Linked DNA regions of Sus scrofa: all the other regions are linked to region 2. Evidence: chromatin contacts called from public Hi-C data. All regions are on one chromosome and are shown on one strand. Each heading gives the region's core, a stretch centred on a gene start, on an enhancer-like site or on the middle of the called end of the contact. The rest is flanking DNA. Distances are from core to core; before and after follow the strand shown.

Evidence for each region. Hi-C and Micro-C count contacts between places; a contact is called where the count stands out from the background.
Region 1: a contact with region 2 is called in a Hi-C map of liver, with 2.6 times the contacts expected there. The contact joins two enhancer-like sites. A contact is called at or near these places in 4 of 47 Hi-C or Micro-C datasets (embryonic fibroblasts, epiblast stem cells and liver).
Region 3: a contact with region 2 is called in a Hi-C map of liver, with 3 times the contacts expected there. The contact joins the promoter of PEMT here to the enhancer-like site in region 2. A contact is called at or near these places in 4 of 5 promoter capture datasets (fetal liver, fetal skeletal muscle, liver and 1 more), 27 of 47 Hi-C or Micro-C datasets (adipose tissue, alveolar macrophages, blood and 15 more) and 2 of 2 datasets of contacts at active chromatin or transcription factors (alveolar macrophages and skeletal muscle).

The regions. Positions count from the first base shown.
Region 1 is chr12:60,898,573-60,902,168 of Sscrofa11.1, reverse strand. All of the region lies in intron 2 of PEMT (phosphatidylethanolamine N-methyltransferase), which reads right to left. Among named protein-coding and RNA genes, the nearest start is that of PEMT, 20 kb to the right of the region's middle. Within about 2 kb of position 1,623, at least 11 of the 83 cell types and tissues checked have an H3K27ac peak or open chromatin away from gene starts, as enhancers often do. A contact at or near this core is called in liver, where this site is marked.
Region 2 is chr12:60,962,901-60,966,284 of Sscrofa11.1, reverse strand. It overlaps LOC106505263 (a long non-coding RNA gene), which reads right to left. Exons shown (of 4, transcript XR_002337417.1): 3 at 1-2,982. Among named protein-coding and RNA genes, the nearest start is that of NT5M, 30 kb to the left of the region's middle. Within about 2 kb of position 1,299, at least 6 of the 83 cell types and tissues checked have an H3K27ac peak or open chromatin away from gene starts, as enhancers often do. A contact at or near this core is called in liver, where this site is marked.
Region 3 is chr12:60,878,362-60,881,958 of Sscrofa11.1, reverse strand. PEMT (phosphatidylethanolamine N-methyltransferase) reads right to left here and starts at 1,592. Exons shown (of 7, transcript NM_214365.1): 1 at 1,583-1,592.

The sequences.
Region 1 (3,596 bases), core at 374-2,873, 64 kb after region 2:
CGGGCACTGGGGGCATGGGGTGGGCTCCCTGAGGGCTGCAGAGGAGGCCCCTACAGAGGTGGATCATCCAGCAGGAACGTGTGACCTGCAAGGCCCCGGGCGCCCGTCCTGCCAGACCGAGTGTGGCCCCGGAGGCCAGGTTCCCTTCGGGACCTCAGGCGTGGTATTCGGCAGGAAAGCTGTGCCCACCAGAGGTTGCCCGAGGCAGCTGGAGGGACAGCGTGGTCGCTGGGATGAAGGAAGCCTCATGTGGGGGAGAAGGCGGAACCGAAGAGCCAGGGAAGGAAAGACGCACGAGTCCAGGGGCCGACGGACAGAGGCAGCCACACCGCGCAGACGGCGGCGGTTCCGTCCACGCAGCCAGCGCCCACCAGCCACAGCAGCCCAGCTGAGCAGCCCCGACATCCGCAGACCAGACTCAGGGGCTTGCGCCCGGGGGTCAGCAGGTATGAGGCTGGGGCCGCGAGGAGGGGAGAGTCCCTGAGGGCTCTACGGGGGCCACAGGCCCAGAAGATGGGCGGGAGGCCCGGCGGGCAAAGGGATGCAGAGGTGCCACAGGCCACATGCACCCAAATCAGTGGCATTGTCCAGAAGTTTCCCTGACCTCGTGGCGGGTCCAACCCTCTACAGCGACAGCAGCCGTGGCCTTTTTTAAATAACCTTTTACCTTTTGCTTTGAACCCTAGTAGGTTCCCATCAAGGCTGCGAAGACAGCAAGGGGTCCCCGTGAGCCTCAGGCCAGCACCCCCTTCCTTGGGCAGAAGCCGTGCTGTCCTTCCAGGTCTGAGGACTGGGAGGGAGGCACGTCCAGGTCACAGCCACATAGCCATGGCCTGAGCCATCCCAGAGGCTGCGACAACATGGAGGGCAGCGCGGGGCCGGAGGCAGCTGCCCCCCCCCCACCGCCCCCCCAGCAGCAGCAGCAACACAAAGGGCTGCGTCCTGATGGAAACCCAACCCCATGGCAGAGCCGTGCTGGGAACAGTCTCTCCTCGCTGGGTACAGCCTGGCTCAAGATACCGTGTTCTGTGCTAATCACCCCCCGCGGGAACACTGCGGGGACCTGGGGGGTGTCTGTGGCTCTCTGTCCCCCAAGGATGGAGACAGAACAGCACGCTCCCTGCCGGCAGCGCTGTCGCCCCGGGGACCCCACGGCTCCCTGAGCAGCTGCTTTGCAGACACCCAGCCGGGACCCATCAGGGATTCCCGTGGCTCTCGGGCCACACGTCACGCACGAGCCGCCCCGCTGGCCTCCCCGCCCACCCCCACCCCGGCCACACCGTCCTGTGACCCGGAGGCGCCAGGTCCAGCAGATCCGGGACGTGCCCTGCGAGCAGATAAGCTGGACAAGCACGTTTGCTTTAGGGCTGTTTACGGGGCAAAGTCTGAAACGAGATGCTCGGCCCCGCTGAGCCCCGAGGGCGGGACAGGACGTCCACACGAGGCCGAAGGGTCAACCAGAGCCCACCGAGCCACTCGGAGGGCAGCAAGGAGCCCCTCTCCCCTGCACGCGCCAGGCGCTGCTCCTCCCCAAGCAGCAGCCTTCGCTTCGACCAAGGAACGGCTGTGGGAGCGGGAGGGGGTCACGGAAGCTCCCGGGCGGAGGGCCCGGGGCCCAGGGAGGCATCCGCGAGGCCCTCTCACTGGCCACCTCTGGCCCGTCTCAAGCTGTGTCGGGCGCAGGCACTGCCCACATCTAAGCTTTGAGGGTCGTAACTGCAGAGACTGCAATCGAGGGACCCGGCCGGGGCGGGGGCAGACGGCGGGGGCCCGGGGGGAGCTCGTGAGGTGACGAGGGCCAAGCAGCTGCTCTGAGGCCCCAGGCCGTGTAGGAACCATGGCCCTCGCCCCAGGCGGAGGCTCACTGGCCACCATCCTGCCCAGCAGGGAAGAGCAGGTAAGGGGCCGGTCGGGAGGCAGATGCGGGCAGGGGACGCGATGGCCGCCGGGGGGGTGGCCAGAGCCGCTGGACAAGCACAGGGCACCCCAAGGTCCCCAGGAGGCGGGGCCTGAGCAACGATGAAGCTTCCCTAACAACCGGCAGGTTCACTGGTGCAAAGCAGTTCCTCCCTGGCGGGGCTGGGTGAGCCCGCTCCGGGACTTGCTGTCAGGAGACCTGCCTGCTGAGCTCCGCCCCTACCCCGGACACCGGAGGGTCTGGGGGCTCCGCCGGGCGGCCCTCCCCCCGGGGTGACCCTCCCCAAGGAAACGTGCTGGCCTCACAGCTCACGAGGGCGGAGACCCGGCTGTCCTCGCTCTTTCTTTTTAATTATCCTGCTGCTGTTTTGACACAGACACCCAAGGTCTAAAATTAGAGCACTGGGTCTCACCCCTCACTTTCCGAGCTCCCCGTAGGGGGCGGGGGCGGGGGGGGCACCGGCCGGGGAAGGTGTCAAATCCGCACTCAGGGAACAGGGCCTTCTGAACACACCGCTCCAGCCCTGCGTGGCCAGAGGAGCCCCTGCCCGGCCACCAGGTCCCTTCGGGGTCCCAGCCCCCACACCACTTCCAGAAATTTAAGTGTGAAGGTGCCTGGAGGGCAGGGGTTAGAAAGGCTTCGAGTCCCCACGCGTCCTTGGGACCAAGCAGCCAGAGCTGCCCTCTGTGCGGGTCACATGCAGACCTGGGCCAGAGATCGGGGTCAGGGCTCCAACAGCCCCCAGAGAGAGCGCGCAGCCAGGCCCCTCTCCCCCGGCAGCTGGGTGGCCTGGGGGCCGGGCTATGGGAAGGCAGGGAGCGGCGCCCCCTTCTCCTCACCCAGGATGGCCCGGTGGTCTCCGTGGTTGATTCTCCGGGTCCCTTGAAGGAACCAGAAGGGCATCGTGTGAGTCGGGGCTGTGGATTCCGTACCCGTCACGCCCACAGGGCTCCCAGGAAGGGCCCTGCCCGGCTCGTCCCACCGAGTCAGCCTCGTGGAGGACCTCGGGCCGCGGCCCTGCAGCCAACAGTGCTGGAGCTTCTGCCCACACCCTACCTCATCCCTGGTGGCTTCTCAGGGGAAGCTCGTGCAGGGGTTTGGCTGTTGGAAAAGGAGACGGCTTGGGGGACCCTCCCTTCACCTCCGCCACCGGCTGAGGTGCCAACTGGCCTCTGTCCTTCCCGAGCAGCCTGACAATCCGTGGGACCAACACCTACGTACCCCGCACCCCGCTACAGCCGACCGCCACGGGCTTCCGAGGCACCACTGTGCATCTGAGCACAGCAAACGGTGCAGCACCTCTTCCGGCAGGTTGGGTGCTGCCAGCAGGGTACAGGCCTGGCCCAAGTTAGGCAGGCAAGTGGAGCCTGTCCACGGCAGGACTGCATCACCACCTGGGCAGCCTGGCCACAGGGAGTGGCCAGGGCGCCGGAGACAGGAGGCTCCAGGCAAGGTTCTGCCTGAACCTCGGGGCCCTGACTCCTGTGCCTGTTTTGCAGATGAGAAAACTGAGGCTCAGAGAAGCCAAAACTCCCACCCAGGTCCCAGCCAGGAGGCGACAGCAGCAGCAGCCCAGGCTCGCATGCTCAGAAGCGTATCCTGCCCAGGCCAGCTTCACTAGCTCCAGGGGCCACGCGGCCCCAAAGCATCCATTCCAGGTGGCTGCCCCTTGCAGGGG
Region 2 (3,384 bases), core at 50-2,549:
GGGCTCCAGGGTCTGCCCCTTCCTCTTGCCTTTCAGGCCCGGGGTGGTGCCAGCCCTGGGGCATGTTTCCTCTGGTGTGTCACCAGTCAGCCTCACACACCCTCCTGTGAGCGCCCTGACTCCTGCCGGACCCTGACGGCAGCGGCCCCCCACCGCCGGCCCTGTTGAGTGCGAGGCTGTAAGATCTGCTCCCAGGGCGGCTGGGTGGTGCCAGGTCAGGCAGCATCAGGCCTTTCAGGGTGGTGACCATGATGCCAGCCAAGACCAGGACTCAGGCGGGGGGCTGCAGGGTCTGGCACGACCTGCGACCTGTGCCTGGAGTTGAATTTCCCAACTGCCGGGGAGGTGGGGGCCGTCTTTCCCATTTTCACACAAACGGACGGACCGAGGGTCCAGGCAGCTGCGGAGGTGGGCGAAGCTCTGGGGCCTCAAGCCCACTTGGAGCCCACCTCCCCTGCTGACCCCAAACAGCCTGGGTCGGGGGCAAGGAGGCAGAGGTGTCGGAGGCGGCTTCTTGCGCACGTCCTGGAGCATGGTGGTGGGTTCTTGGGCCTCAGTTTCCCAGCCTGGAAGGAGCAGGCGTCTGCCCCTTGAGCCTTCTGACTGTCCCCACCCCCGCCCTCCCTCCCTTCCTTCCTCCCACTCGTTTGAGGACCCCCCTCCCCCAAGGCCGGGAAAGGGGACCGGGAGCTCACACAGGTGTGTCTGAGCCGCTCGCTCAGAGATTCGGGAAGTCAGGCTCCGTGCTGGGAGCGCGGCTGTTACCACTGTCCCAGCTTGGCACCTGGGGGAGGAGCGAATCAGGAACCCAGAGTCCTGGGTTCTGGAAAGACTGGACAGGGGGCCTGGGGGAAGGATGGGGCCCCTACGGACAATGGACACCCTGCTGGTCTCTCTGGGAGACAACTCTGCCAGGTGCAGTCTGCCCGCAGCCAGGGTGCCCGCAGCCAGGTCAGAGTCGGTCAGATGGAAGGAGTTGAGCTGGGGTGGGGGGTGCCTCTTGGGTCTGTGCAGACGGGCGGGGACCCTGAGCAATGCTGTCCCCTCTCTGAGCCGCGTCCTCTCCCGTCCAGCAGTGTGACTGGGTGGCAGCCGGGTGGTTTGCACCCCTCCCCTCTTAGAACTGCCTCTTCCAGCAGAATCTTGCAGGGAACCTCGGGGAAGCAGGAAAGCAGGGCCACGGAGCGGAGGTGCCAGCAGAGGCGGAGTCCCTCCCAGGCCCCGTGCTGTCTGGGGGCACCTGCTGGTCCGGGTGACGTAACTTGGCCGTGTCAAGGGAGGTTTCGTGTCAGCTGGTGCGGATCCGAGTTCACCCCATGCTTATCTGGCAACCTCTGGTGTCCACGGGGACACGCTGTGCCCAGGTGCAGCTGGAGGCCTCAGACGCAGTTGCCAAACATATCTTGGGGAAGAAGAGAGAAAAAGCAGGGCACAGCCGTCCACCCGCCACGGCCCTGATGTAGAGCCAGTCCTGAGGCAGCCACGGTCACAGGTTCTGGCGGAAAGCCCTAAGGTGGTGGCGGGCGCACTTACCTGCCCTGTGCCACCGCCCCAGGGAGAAACGCCCTCCCCATCCTGCCACACGTCTCTGGGCTGTGGATCCGCTGCTCTGGGGCCGGGAGGGCGCGTGCGAGGCGGGAGGAGGTGAGTGCCCCGCACACGCCTCTTCCTCCCTGTGAATCAATTCACTGGGACGCAGCTTCCTCCGGCTCAGGGGTCCAGTGAGGTTGCCGGGTTGATGTCTGTTCACCCCACGCCGGGTCTGGTGCCTGGGGGACTCTCCCAACACCCTCCTCCCGCCTCAGGGTGGCGCCCCAGCAAGGGGCCAGGAGAGCCTCGGTTTCCCCGCCTGTGCCCAGGACCCCGCTTCGTGACGCCCCCAGGGTCTAACAGACCCAAACGCGAGCACGTGGGTACCTCTGGGGCCAAGGACCCGCGTCGCTCAGGAAACACTGAGCATCTTAGAGCTGACGAGGGCCCCAGGCCTCCAGGGCTCCAGGATGTGCCCACCGCCAGCAGCAGGCAGGACTTGGGCCTCCTGCTCTGATCAGGGTGCTTCCCAGAGCCCCGCTCCTGGGGGCTCACCTGTGCCCCATCCCCCACCTTCTGCAGCAACATCCGGAATAGCAGTCACTCCCAGTCCTGCAGCCTCTGCCATCCTTGCGGCGCCAAAGGAGCAGCCCAGCCTCACCTGTATGTGTTCACACGGTCAGCAAAGGCCAGGAGACACAAGGCACCCTGTCCACACTGACAGCAGCGCGCAGAGACTCAGCAACACCTGAGAGCCGCGTGCGTGCAGCCCGGGCGTGCAACCTCGGTGTCTTCCAAAATCCCGGACTCGCAGCTTCTGACATGAAGAGGTGGTCTGTGCTCCGTCCCTGAGTCCGGCTGCACTGCCACCAGGCCCAGGGACTCCCCACCCAGCCCTCCTGGGACACTGCTGTTGGCTCCGGCCACCACCATGAGGAGGCCCGGGCCACTCGAGAGGCCACAGGAGGCGCTCTGCTGACCACCCGCTGCCCGTGGAGGCCTCCAGGCCTGGTCATGGCTGGGTCCTGGGTCCCGGGGAGAAAGGCAATGCTGAGCCGGGCTCACCACTGGCTCCCCCGGCAGGTGAGCATCCGCGGGTCTGAATCTTGTCTGAACCAGGAGCGGGTGAAAGGTGCGCCCTCTGAGAGCCGCGTGTGTGAGCCCAGGAGCTGCTTCACTGCCCCTGTTCCCCAGGATTTTCTTGCCCCCCAGTTTCTCTCCCACAGTCCTTTCTCAGTAGGAGTCGGCGCTTGCTCTGGCTTAAGCTCCTTCTTCATTCCAGAATACCCTGCGGAACCCCTCCCCCCAACTTCCGGACCAGCTCCAAGGGCACCTCCTCCAGGAAGCCTTCCTTCATGCCCTGCAACGGACAGCTCTTCCCCCGCAGTCACACTCTGCACTCCTGCATTCGCGGCCACGGTCCGTGTTTCCCAGCATCGGCGCCCCGAGATCCTGGGGGGACCAGGTCCCAGTCAGCCTTTCTCTCCCACTCGGCCTTGCCCACCGGGCGCCTCCTCTAAGGTTGGGCCCAAGCGGGGTTGTTTTCCCCTCTCCCACCTTGGGTTTATGCCCTGCAGGTGACAAGATGGGCGACAGCTGGGCTCAGCATCGAGCGGCATCAGCCGCCTAAGCGCTGCCCCACCCCCACCTGGGAGCGTTCCGCGGCCTCCCAAAGAGGACAAAGCAGCCAGCTGTTGGCATTTCTCAGGCTTGGGAAGGAAAAATTGCAAAGCACTGGTTTGTACGGCTACATCCCAACAAGCCTGGCCCAGATCGCCGGCCCGAGACAAGGTGGCCGTCCATCTGCCCAGGAGAGACCGGACGGAAGAGGCAGAGGGGGTAGTGCTAGTCCCG
Region 3 (3,597 bases), core at 343-2,842, 85 kb after region 2:
TCCAACAGAATTTTGTTTCCAGGCTCCCTGGAGTGAAAGGCCAGTGAGAGCCCACCTCCAACACTGAAATGGACGAAGAATGTCACCTGCCCATTCCAGAAAACAAAGAATGTCGCCCCCATCCAGCCACGTGGCCCGAGGGGACTCGGAACGGAGGAAGAACTGGACACTGGCCCTCGACAGTTAAGATGCAAATCTAAGCAAGAATTTCAGGGAGCCCAGGCTCGTGCATTTTCCTGTGCAAAGAAAAGCGCTCGAATCGTGAGTGACGTGTCTGGTTTTTTGGGTGCCTAGCAGTCATCTTTTTTTCTTTATGCAGCAGCTCCTGTGGCACATGGAAGTTCCCAGGCGAGGGGTCTCATCTGAGACGCAGCTGCTGGCCTACCCCACAACCACAGCAACGTGGGATCGGAGCCACACCCGCGACCTATGCTGCAGCTTGCGGCAAGGCTGGACCTCAACCCACTGAGCGAGGCCAGGGGTTCAACCCACATCTTCACAAACACTGTGTCGGTTTTTACCCCGCTAGGCCACCCCAGGAACTCCCAGCAGTCATCTTCTGATGTGGGATTGCCCTGGGGGGGGGGGGGTCCCAGCAAAAACTCCTAGAGATCCCGGCCCCTCCCTTACTTCTCCCGACAGACCCTCAGAGCTGCTGAGGGGCTGCTTCCTGGGCTACAGTCCTCAGTAAGGCCCCCAAATGAAACAGAGCTCAACTCTGAGGTTTTTGTCCCAGGTCTCTGCACCTGGCTCTAAATCGGGACCCGCTGGGCTGGGGACTGGACTGGAGCTGAGACCTCTGGGGACTCCACGGAGGACGCTGACGCTGACAGGTGAAGGAAGTGGCTCAGAGGCGGCTCCGAGCGCGGGCGGGACAGCGCGGGGGCGGCGGGCCCCCGGCACCGGCCCCCCCCGCGCCGCCCCTCTCGTGCGGGTCTCGGAAGAGAAGGGGCTGCTCCAGCGGCTCCGGGCGCCGCCTCCCCGCAAGGGCTCGCGCAGCCCCGCCCCGCCCCGCCCCGTTGCCTGGTAACGGAAGCCCCGCCCCCGGCCCGCCCCGCCCCGTCGCCTGGTAACGGCAGCCCCGCCCCCAGGAGTCGGAGGCAGCGAGGCCAGCCGCGGACCTGGAGGGCCTGGCGAGCCCTCTCCCGCCCAGCGGCCGGCGCGGTCGGTACCTGCCTGAGGTCCAGGTTGCCGAAGCCCCCGCAGCAGTCGGGCGCCGCCCCCGGGTCCCGCATGGTCCTCGCTCGCCGGAGCCCCCGGCCGCGGGCCGCCTTGCAGGGGTTGCCGCGCGGGCCTCGCGGGAGCCCCCGGCCCGCAGAACCGGCCCCCATGGCGGCCCATGAAGCGCCGCCGGCGGGGCGCTTTCCCGATGACCCCCGCTTCCTTGGCCTTCTGGGAAATGTAGTCCCCGTTTCCGCGCAGGGCCGCGCTCCCGGGCTCGCGCAAGCCTCTCGCGGAACCGAGACCTACTACAAATCCCAGGGCCGCGCGCTGCGGCGCCCGCCAGTCCCGCGGCGGCCTCGAGGCCGCCGGGCTCGGTGTCCCCTCGGCCCCCGGCTCCCCACCTGTCCTGCCAACTGACCTGGTGTCCCTGTCCTTGGCCGGCGGCGGGCTAGAGGCCGGCGGCGGCGGGTCGTAGGCTTAAGTAGCGCTCTGCGCAGCCCCTGCGGACCTGGACTTTGGCCGGCTCGGCCCCCCGCCCCTCCTGAGGCTGCCTGTGCCTGGGGGCGGGCACTCCCCGCAGCTCCCGCCCCGCGGTTGGCGACCCTCCTCCACTCCCCCTCGAGCACTCACCGGGGCTGCCCTCGTTGTCGCCTGGGGGAAGAGCGCCTAGCAGGAAAAGCGGGGTGTGTTGGGGGGAGGGGGCTGGGTCGGATGGTCACCGGGGCCCCTGCCCTGGAATGCTTCGGGAAGGTCTCAGAGGGAGGCCTGAGTGCAGGAGGTGCCAGACATGCAAACTGCAGGGGCAGGAAGAGAGACCACCTGTGCAGGTGCCTGGAGACCGGAGGGGTCCTTCTGGAATCCGGAAAAGGCTGGAGTAGTGGTGGACGGGAGATAGGGGGAACGACGGAGTTCGGAAAAGTAGGTGGGGAGTTCCCGTCGCGGCGCAGGGGAAAGGAATCCGACTAGGAATCACGAGGTTGCGGGTTCGATCCCTGGCCTCGCTCAGTGGGTTAGGGATCCGGCGTTGCCGTGAACTGTGGTGTAGGTTGCAGTCGTGGCTTGGATCCCGCGATGCTGTGGCTCTGGCATACGCTGGCGGTACAGCTCCGATTGGACCCCTAGCCTGAGAACCTCCACATGCCGCGGGTGTAGCCCTAAAAAGACAAAAAAAAAAAAAAAAAAGGAAAAGAAAAGTAGGTGGGATTTTGGATGGTTTGGTCCCAAGACAGCCCCTTTGAGCTAGGTGCCATGTACCTGGGAAATGGAGATTCCCTTGTCTGGGATGGGAGCCCAGGCAGCCCCTCTGTAAAGCCAGCTCTCCCTGATTCAAGCCCACTTCTCACCCCTTGGCCCTCAGCACCGGCCGGTCTGGAGCATTTGTGAGCAGACCCGGTGTGCGGGCCCCTGCGGTGGCCTCCGCAGCATCCCTAGGATAGGCAGGCCCACGGTGAGACAGGAAGGACACTGGCCTGGGGGCGAGCACTGGCTCTCGGACTGCAGACAACTTTCGTGTCCTCGAAAGTGAAAAGGAAATACCTGTTGGTAAAACCCATCACGCGGACCAGTGGGAAGTGCTTAACAACCACTGGGCATGACTGGGCTGCGCGCACGGCAGGCGCTGCAGGACCGGTGTGCCCACTGACCACCGCTCGTCATGCTCCCGCTCAGGGAGTCCAGGCAGAACCAGAGCCAATTCTGGGGGGCCTGCCAAGGGGGAAGGGCCCCCAGCCAGCACCACCCACCCAGGCCCGTTTTCTCCCTGCCTACGCCCGTTCTTTTATTAAGCCAGAGAAATTGGGTTTTGTGTGTGGTTTGTCTGGGAACGAAGAAAGGTAAATGTCAGAGGTCACCAGAGCTGATGCAACCGGAAGAGTCCACTGCCATCCCGCACCCCCGCAAGGGGCACACGCTGACCACAAAAGCGAGACCCCGCTTCCAGCGTGAGCACAAAACCTGCCGCCAAAGATATTTGGGGGCAGAAGTGTTCGCCTGGTGCTTTGAACACACCCGGGCCTGAGCTTGCAGGGACGCCACCCAGCCAGCCTCTCTCCCGAGAGTGCTCTGCGGCATCCCCAGCAAACAGAAGAGTCACTTCTGAGGCAGCTGCTGCTCTGGTGGGCAGGATGTTTGCTCCCAAAGTCCCCCTTCCCGAAGCTTTAACAAACAGGGTTATCTCTCTCTGCCCCAGCCTCATAGCTCTTCAGATTCCCGGAGCCATTTATCAGAATGTCTCCTGTCGGCTCCAGGGCAAACATCTCCAGGTGACCTCTCCGCTGGGAGTTTGACCTTTGCTAGAGAGGATCAAAGCCAGCAGCCATTTCTTCTTTGCCTTCTCCAGCTCCCGCCCTCCCTCCCTCCCCTGTGTCACCGGATCTGGCTGCCTGGCTCCCAGCCATCACCAAAAGGGCTTTTATTACTAAAAATGAACATTTA